3 separate regions of the Zea mays genome follow, and all the other regions are linked to region 3. The links are chromatin contacts, called in public Hi-C maps. All regions are on one chromosome and are shown on one strand. The core of a region is the stretch at or near the end of the contact, and the rest is flanking DNA. Distances in the headings are between cores, read along the strand shown.

Region 1 (2,700 bases), core at 7-2,506, 220 kb before region 3:
TATCAGCTGTATCGATTGTAGAGTTGTAGTGAGCGAGTGATATGCATAAAATGTAACACAGCACCTTGTACAAGAAACAAGCCTTGTTATCTGATTGTTCCTTGCCAACAAACCAACCATCAGTCTTTGAAGCAGTGGGTGTATCCACGTTGCTGATTGTATTTTGCAGTTATTTGTATAGATCGTTGATCAACTAACCGCTCCCCTTATTCTGTTTTTACTAGAGACCAGGTTGTAGTAGATGGCTTTATCAAAATTCTTTTAGTGTGTGAGTTATAAAAGCTTAAATATGATCTTAACATAAGAAGCTGTATTAAAACATGTGTCTAGACAATTGTTTTTCCTAGTAAGATAGATTTCTTAACAGGTTTAATCATAATTTATTTTATAAGAATGTGTTGATTTAGAAATTATATATTATATAAAAAATTAAAATTTTGTGTATAAATAAAAAGACGTTGGTTATTATATATACAAGAGAGGTGGATAGGGTGATGCAACGTTTTAGACCACTTTTAGGATGATTCCAACCATCCTCTCTTCATCTACATATTATTTGTTTATTTTTAAATATATCTCCTTTTTTTCCCTCCCTATTTCATCTCCTCTTCGAACATTTTTTTTCCTATTTAACTTTTATTTACGTTTTAATTGAGTTATTTGATTTTTATACGTTTTAACTGAGTTATATGACTTTTATACGTCTAGTTTTAAAAATTATATAATATTTGTAGCCGTAATACGCATTGTTTTTAGCTAAATAAACTTAAAAAAAATTAATTTCGTAGTCAATCTGAGAGACGAGAGAATTCAGCGCAGCTTTCGATACCGCTTTTACTTTTTTTTTAATTTATCCAAGCTACTCTAAAAGTGGGTTGAAGACTAGACAAACAAAGTGAGAGGCGGAAGTGGAAAAAAGACACAGCACCGTACGCTTGTTGTGCACATCGCCACATGCATCCAGGATGGAAGAAGCGGCGAGGCGATATCCAGAAAGGGAACTGGGGATAGGATCGCAACAAGAAATTAAAGAGGCATGGGTGCATGTATAGTTGGTGACGAAGCATGAATGCATTCTTCGTGGCGAAGCGCGACGCTTGCCTGCAAGACACGAGGGGGTAGGTGCACGTGTGCCGCCCTGCCGGAGCTCACGTGTCCCAAATCTGGAACTCATCCATCCATCCGGTCGCCCGGCCGGCCTCATCTCCTCACCAGATCACCTACTACTTGCTACTCTTGCTACTAGCTAGGTGAGGAGTAGGATCGTGGATCGTACGAGTAGCTCAAGAAGGAAACAAAACGGCAGGCTTGCAGTTCCAATCCATCCCGCTGGCATCGTCTGTTCTTCGTCCTTCCATGCTCTAGACTAGCTAGCGTTGCAGTGCAGAGCATGACACAGGCAGGCATGGAGTAGTGACATATAGATGGAGCTGGCCTGGAGCTGCTGCTGCTTCTTGCTCGCCGCCTGCGCGCGCTCTCTCCGTCGTCTGCTCCAGCTCCCCGCGCTCCTCTGCTGCGAGGCCATGGCGTGGGCGGTCACCTTCCTTGCCTTCCCGCTCCGCATGCTCACCGCCGTCGAGAGGGAGCGCAAGGTGAGGCTCCAGCTTTTATTTTCCTTTTAGCCCTTTGCTATATATATGTGCTAGCAGCTCATTAATCTGACAAACCTTTCCACCACAGTTGGGGTGGCTGGTTGCGGAGATGCAGGCGCAGATGGACGACCTGGCGTTGGAGAACGCGGCGCTGGAGGACAGGCTGCGGGCGGCGCTCCGGGAGCGGGAAGCCGTGGAGGCGGTCCTTGACGACGTGGAGGACGAGCACGAGGACGCCCTCGCCAGGATCCATGTCCTCGACGCCCAGGTATGTCGTACATCTAGACCTAGAGGAGTTCTCATGCTCATGCGTACGTACATGACATGCGGCGTTGCCAGTTGCCACCGCTCACTATCCCGGCCCCCTCTCTTAATTTGCTGCTCTTCATTCAGCTCAAGGCGCTGAGGCAGGAGAACGTGCGGCTGAACGAGCACAAGGGCAAGTCCAGGTGGGACGACAAGCCCGCGGCGCAGGCGCAGGCGGCGTCCCACCAGTCCGACGACAAGCTGAAGCCGGCGGCCAAGAGGGATCGGGGAGAGGAAGACGCGGCGGTGGCGACGACAGCCCAGTCAGCCAATCATGCCGCCGGCGGCCCGGCGTCGGAGCCACCGCCGGTGGACAGCTACGATGCCCTGCAGGCGACGGCCGTGGCGCGGTGCCGCAGCCTGTTCAGCCTCGGCATATCGCTGGCGGTGGGCGCGGTGGCGTGGTCGGCCGACGCGCCGTGCCTGCCGCTGCTGGCGGGGCTGTTCGCCGTCGTGGCCGTGTCCATGCGCAGCGTGTCGCGGCTGCGCCGGCGGGCCGGGGACGACGGCGCCGTCGCGCTGCTCGGCCTCAACTGGTTCCTCCTCGGCCTGCTCACCTCGCCCATGCTGCCGGCCGCCCTCGGCCCCGCGCTCACGTGGCTCGCCGCAACCGCGCCCCTGTGACGTCCCGGCCCCGGCCCGCTATTTCCGTTTCCGTTCGATACACGTGTCTGTTGTAACTTCTTCACACGTACTGTGCTACTGCTGCCTGCAGTGTACTACTACTGCATCTCTCTTTTTCAAGATTCCACTGGACATTAGCAGCGGTTGAACCGCACCCGGCCGCCGGTTCAACTGAACT
Region 2 (2,700 bases), core at 34-2,533, 170 kb before region 3:
ATATCCAAGTGCGTAGCAAAAACCACGAATCTAGAAAAAAAACATCTAATAATTTGGAAGAGAGCGGGAGTAACAAAGCTGGACAAGTTGTGCAAAAAATAAGCTTGTTTTCTTGAAACGAACTGGACATTTGTGAGTTAAGAAACCAATGTAAACAAAAAAATATGTGAGATGCGCGCAGTTTTCTAGAACTTACCCTAAAAGATGGCTGGAAATCCGCAGGAGCACTACCCTTCTCACCACCAAAATCACCCATTGCACCTCGTGGACCTCCTCTGTAACCATCCCTATCCCCAAACCTAGGTCTGTCTTCCCCAAAGCGAGGGGGACCCCTGTCAAATAAACATAATAGGTAAGTAACCATGGCTTCATGGTGAAACTCTACTAGCAATCCAGGAATATGATATAATGTACAAAAGTAAATGTAGAAGCCTTATGGCAATTTCAAAATTAGATGCATACGAAACAAAATTTGTAGGCTCTGGAACAATTCACAATGACTGTCAAAATAGCAGGCAGCAATGACGAGTTCAATTATCATCATGTGAAAATCTGGTGTCAGAATACAGAACTGCAAACAACTCTAGTGTGACAAATGTACCTGGGGCGGTCACCCGGTGGGCCAGAGCCAAAGGGACGGGACGGGGGCTTGGAGGACTTCTTGAGGGTGTTGGGCACAACCTCTGACGGCAGGTTGAGGAAGCTGCGGAGGTGCTCAATGCCATCGTTGGTGAGGTACCAGTAGTAGTACTGCCAGGAGAAGGTCTCCCTGACATACTCCTTGGACTTGAAGCTCTGCATGAGCTTAATCACCTCCAGGTTGGGCACGTCAAGCTTGGGGTGCTTGGCCAGGTTGTAGTCCTTCTTGGCATATAGAACCCCCTCTGCAACATAAAGTTGAACGGTTCTCAATCTAAGACAAGGACGGGCTTGGGTCGTACACGATCCGAATATTGCTAATGCTTGTAATGTCTGAATTGGTATCTAAATCTAATGAAATAATCTTATATTGGGCGCGCCTAGGGGGACGGGCGAAGAGGGAGGAGAAGGAGCTCACCATGGAAGATGTACTTGCAGATCTCGCGGCGGTTCTTCTTGGAGATGATCTGCGAACGGAGGAAGGGATGGAAATCACGTTAGAAGAAGCATTGGTAATGAACCAACAGACGAGGTAATGGAATCGATGAGAGGCGCTCACCATGGTGAATGAAGGACTCGCGGCGGCGACGGCGTGACGGCTGGGAGTGTTGGGCGGGGGTCGAGGAGCGGTGGCGCGGACAGAAAACCCTACATTTGTGGCGAGTTGGTATATAGGGAGAGGCGGACCTGGGCCGCACGGGTCCCTCTCTTCGTTACAGGTTGAAGTCGGCCCATTTCCATAAGACGTAGTAGGAAGTAAGCTGGGCTAGGCATTGGGCCTGTGAAATGCGGGAGGACATTCTCATCGGAATTCAGATTCAGATGTCGCTAGGGTAGGAGATAGATTAGTACTTAGAGCGACTTTAAAAAAACCCTAAACTAACCCCAAAATTAATATTAGAGAAATATTCGCTTTTTAATTAGTCTAACAGATCTTTTTTTATCCCGAAAACTTCACGTCCCTTATTTACAGCCTCATTTCCCTCATATTTGCTCGTCCCTCGTGTGGACGCCATCGACACCCGTCCTGTGACGCTAGCTACGAGCCTACGACGAGTGCAGGGGCCGAATGAATGGAGGTAGCTGGATGGAGGGAGACAAGACAGCTACATTAGGTAGCCGGACATACACTAACTTTAAAAAATACAGAAACATATGTAATATATATATATATATATATATATATATATATATATATATATTCGTCTGAAATAGCAATGTTCATTTGTAGAATTCTCTTATAATAATTTCTTTTCATGATACCCCACTATTCTGTCTCGTATAAGGACTCAATGTCTTTGGATAGAACCACAATATTTCTTTTTATCATCGGACTCATCCGCGTCAGTTGTTTAATATTTTGCGGATTGCTGAAGTAACAGTTTCTTCCATCCCTAAAACTTTATTTTAGTATGTCCCTTGTGATCAGTTTTTTTTAAAAAAAAAATATCATTTCCTTTTGAAGTTGCTCTTACTGCTGCTTATATACTCGAGATGCATGGCTAGTCTAGTCGCATCGTACATGGGGCCTACACATCAACACATGTATGATGATGACAGGATGATTGGCAATGTTGTGATCGATGTGAAGACTGAAAAAAGAAAAAAAAAGATCAACTTTTGCTCCTGGTCAAGGAGCAAAGAGATGCAAAGTATGCAGACCACACAACAAGTAGTCGACAGTGACGGCGTTTAACTGAAACAGCCAGCGAGGCGTGTACGTGATCGATCGACGCAAAGAAAAGCTTTACTTTCTGGAGCTAGTCATGGGCCGCGGCCTAGTACTTGCAGCTTCAGTTTCTCCTCCACATCCGTCACCTCGCTCCGCGTCGCTTTCAGATAGGATAGGAGACAGTGCGTGCTACTTTGAACTCAGTTTGTGTCTGCATCAATCGATGACTGGATGGATGAGAACCAACTGTACGTCTAAATAGAGATGCAAACGGACCGTTCGGCCTAAGCCCGTTAAAGTCCGGCTCATTTTAAATTCGACCCACTGGGCACGGTTAGAAAAACGGATCAGATCAGGCCATTTAAACCTGCGGGCTCGTTTTTCTGTCC
Region 3 (2,700 bases), core at 33-2,532:
CTGATGGTTGCAATGTAGTGGTGAAATAACTAGATTAAAATAACAAAATTTATGTATAGCTAGGATTACAAATTGATTATGAAACATTTTCTCATAAAAATATAACACAGATTTTGTATATAAGTTATTGTAGTATACTGGTATTATATATTCCCGTTGCAACGCACGGGCATCAGCTAGTATTTCAGATAACCCGGATTCCCGACAGAATATCGTGAGCGAGGAGTCGGAGGCCAAGACACGTTGCACCGCGCGCCACGAGACGAGACGCCCAAACTGAGACGTGTGGCTTACACGCGGCGCCGGCCGCGTGACGGCCGGACCTGCATGTGATGGTGACGTGGCATGTGAGGCTGCATGCATACTTACGAGTTACGATGATGAGTTGATGACTGAAATACGTACGTACGCACGATGAGCGATGAGATCGTCCGCCAGCAGCCTACTACATAGCACACATGGTTCTTCCCTCTTGATCTATCGTCTAGATCTCTCCCATAGTCATCAGTCTCATACTCTACGCCAAGCCAAAGTAGCCGCCGCCCAAAACTGACCAACTCACATATATAGCACAGTCGACCACCAGATCGAAGCAGAACCTAACACCAGCACAGTGTACGTGGCAGCTGCGTATAGTACGTACGTGCTGCTACAGCATACACGGATCGATCGGGGATGGAAGAAGCTTCACGGGCCGGCCGGACCACATGGCATGGCAGCGATCACAGATGGCAGTTTGGCCAAGAGAACTCGACAACACCAATACGGTGCGGTGGTTGCTGGCAGCTAGCTAGTACGCGGCCGGCGGCTCTACCGGTGGTCTCTCATCTTGATTGTTGAGCCATGCACATGCACGCTCTAAGAGAATTTGTACTTTGATTGTCAAAGAAACAAAACAGATGCAAGTAAATACCAGTTTTATTACCACAATAACAGCTCTGCAAAACGATAGATTGATTAAATTTACATATACATAACACCTTTAACTAAAAAAACATTCTGTTCACGTACAGTCCCTCATGTCATATATATGCTGGCCGCTTTGCTGAGCACGGTCTAGCTCATGTAGGTAGGCAGCGACCCACCCGGCCGGTTTTATTGTTTCTTCACTCTGCCGTCACGTACCACATACGCCATCTTGTTTGTTCGTTTAAAACTTAGTTTGTTGCAAGAAAAATAAAGAACAAAAATGTGAATTTTTACGTGTATGAAATGGGGTCCGGCCTTGAGCTATACTGGGTCTCTTACTCTCTTTAGGCTAGCTCTGCCAGTCTTGCTCTCCACACTCGCTCTGCTACTAGCTACTAGCAGTAGAGAAGTAGAGGAGAGAGCATCTAGCTAGCGCCGTCGGACGGAGCTACCTCACCGCCGACCGCGCGCGAAGAGATCGATGGCTCATGCTGTTACGCTCGCTGCTGCAGCCGCGGTCGTCGTCCTCATCGTCGTCTGCTGCTGCTCCTCTTCGGAGGCCGCCGGCCACAGCGTCAACGCGAGGCAGCCGCCGCTGGCGCCCAGCCTGTCCTTGGACTTCTACAAGCGGAGCTGCCCCAGGGCGGAGTCCGTCGTGCGGAGGTTCGTGCAGGACGCCGTGCGCAGGGACGCCGGCCTCGCAGCCGGCCTCCTCCGCCTCCACTTCCACGACTGCTTCGTCCAGGGCTGCGACGCGTCCGTGCTCCTGGACGGCTCAGCCACCGGCCCGGGCGAGCAGCAGGCGCCGCCCAACCTCACGCTGCGCCCCACCGCGTTCAAGGCCATCAACGACATCCACGACCGCCTCCAGAAGGAGTGCGGTGGCGCAGTCGTGTCCTGCTCCGACGTCCTCGCGCTCGCCGCCAGGGACTCAGTCGTCGTGGTACGTCGTGTCGTGGCATGCACATGCACTGCACACTCCTTGATTAATTAAATTGGTTGGTCGTTCTTCATGCATGCTATTGCTTACACTGCCTGCCTGCCTCGCTCGTCTGTCGTCTCCTTAATTGCATATTTGCATGCATTGCAGTCCGGAGGTCCCAGCTACAAGGTGCCGCTGGGTCGGCGCGACAGTGCGAGCTTCGCGACGCGAGAGGACGTCCTGAGCGGGCTCCCGCCGCCGACGGCCGCCGTGCCGGCGCTTCTCGCCGTGCTGTACTGCTGTCCAAGATCAACCTGGACGCGACGGACCTGGTGGCGCTGTCGGGCGGCCACACCATCGGGCTGGGCCACTGCGCGTCCTTCGAGAGCCGCCTGTTCCCGCGCCAGGACCCGACGCTGAACGCCACCTTCGCCGGCCACCTGCGCCGGACCTGCCCGGCCAAGGGCACCGACCGCCGGACGCCGCTGGACGTGCGCACGCCCGACGCGTTCGACAACAAGTACTACGTCAACCTGGTGAACCGTGAGGGGCTCTTCACCTCCGACCAGGACCTCTTCAGCAACCCCGGCACCAGGCCCCTCGTCGAGAAGTTCGCGCGCAGCCAGAGAGACTTCTTCGACCAGTTCGCCTTCTCCGTGGTGAAGATGGGGCAGATCAAGGTGCTCACGGGCGCGCAGGGGCAGATCCGCAGGAACTGCTCCGCCCGCAACGCAGGCATGACGTGGTCCGTCGTCGACGAGGCTGCACAGCAGAGCTTCGTGTTCTAGACTTTGTACGTACTAGCTGGCTACTGTGTGGGCGGCGGTGTCCTGTCAACAGAACAGATAGCTAGCAGTAGCACTGGACGG

What was found. A called contact is a pair of places that touch in the nucleus more often than the background predicts.
Region 1: a Hi-C map of ear shows a contact between it and region 3, with 1.8 times the contacts expected there. The contact joins the promoter of LOC100274736 here to the promoter of LOC100194341 in region 3. A contact is called at or near these places in 2 of 25 Hi-C or Micro-C datasets (ear and leaf).
Region 2: a Hi-C map of leaf shows a contact between it and region 3, with 9 times the contacts expected there. The contact joins the promoter of LOC100286375 here to the promoter of LOC100194341 in region 3. A contact is called at or near these places in 21 of 25 Hi-C or Micro-C datasets (bundle sheath, ear, endosperm and 5 more) and 2 of 3 datasets of contacts at active chromatin or transcription factors (leaf and seedling).

The regions. Positions count from the first base shown.
Region 1 is chr3:148,554,334-148,557,033 of Zm-B73-REFERENCE-NAM-5.0, reverse strand. It overlaps LOC100274736, which reads left to right and starts at 1,256. Exons shown (of 3, transcript NM_001374111.1): 1 at 1,256-1,592; 2 at 1,681-1,860; 3 at 1,986-2,649. The coding sequence starts at 1,425. The coding sequence ends at 2,522. It overlaps LOC103650707 (sporulation-specific protein 15), which reads left to right. Exons shown (of 11, transcript XM_008676274.3): 11 at 1-193. It overlaps LOC100276673, which reads left to right and starts at 2,623. Exons shown (of 3, transcript NM_001374112.1): 1 at 2,623-2,700.
Region 2 is chr3:148,501,413-148,504,112 of Zm-B73-REFERENCE-NAM-5.0, reverse strand. It overlaps LOC100286375 (40S ribosomal protein S10), which reads right to left and starts at 1,283. Exons shown (of 5, transcript NM_001159262.2): 1 at 1,199-1,283; 2 at 1,058-1,106; 3 at 602-884; 4 at 197-332. The coding sequence starts at 1,201.
Region 3 is chr3:148,332,054-148,334,753 of Zm-B73-REFERENCE-NAM-5.0, reverse strand. LOC100194341 (Peroxidase 12) reads left to right here and starts at 1,282. Exons shown (of 2, transcript NM_001139377.1): 1 at 1,282-1,852; 2 at 2,000-2,700. The coding sequence starts at 1,391. The coding sequence ends at 2,251.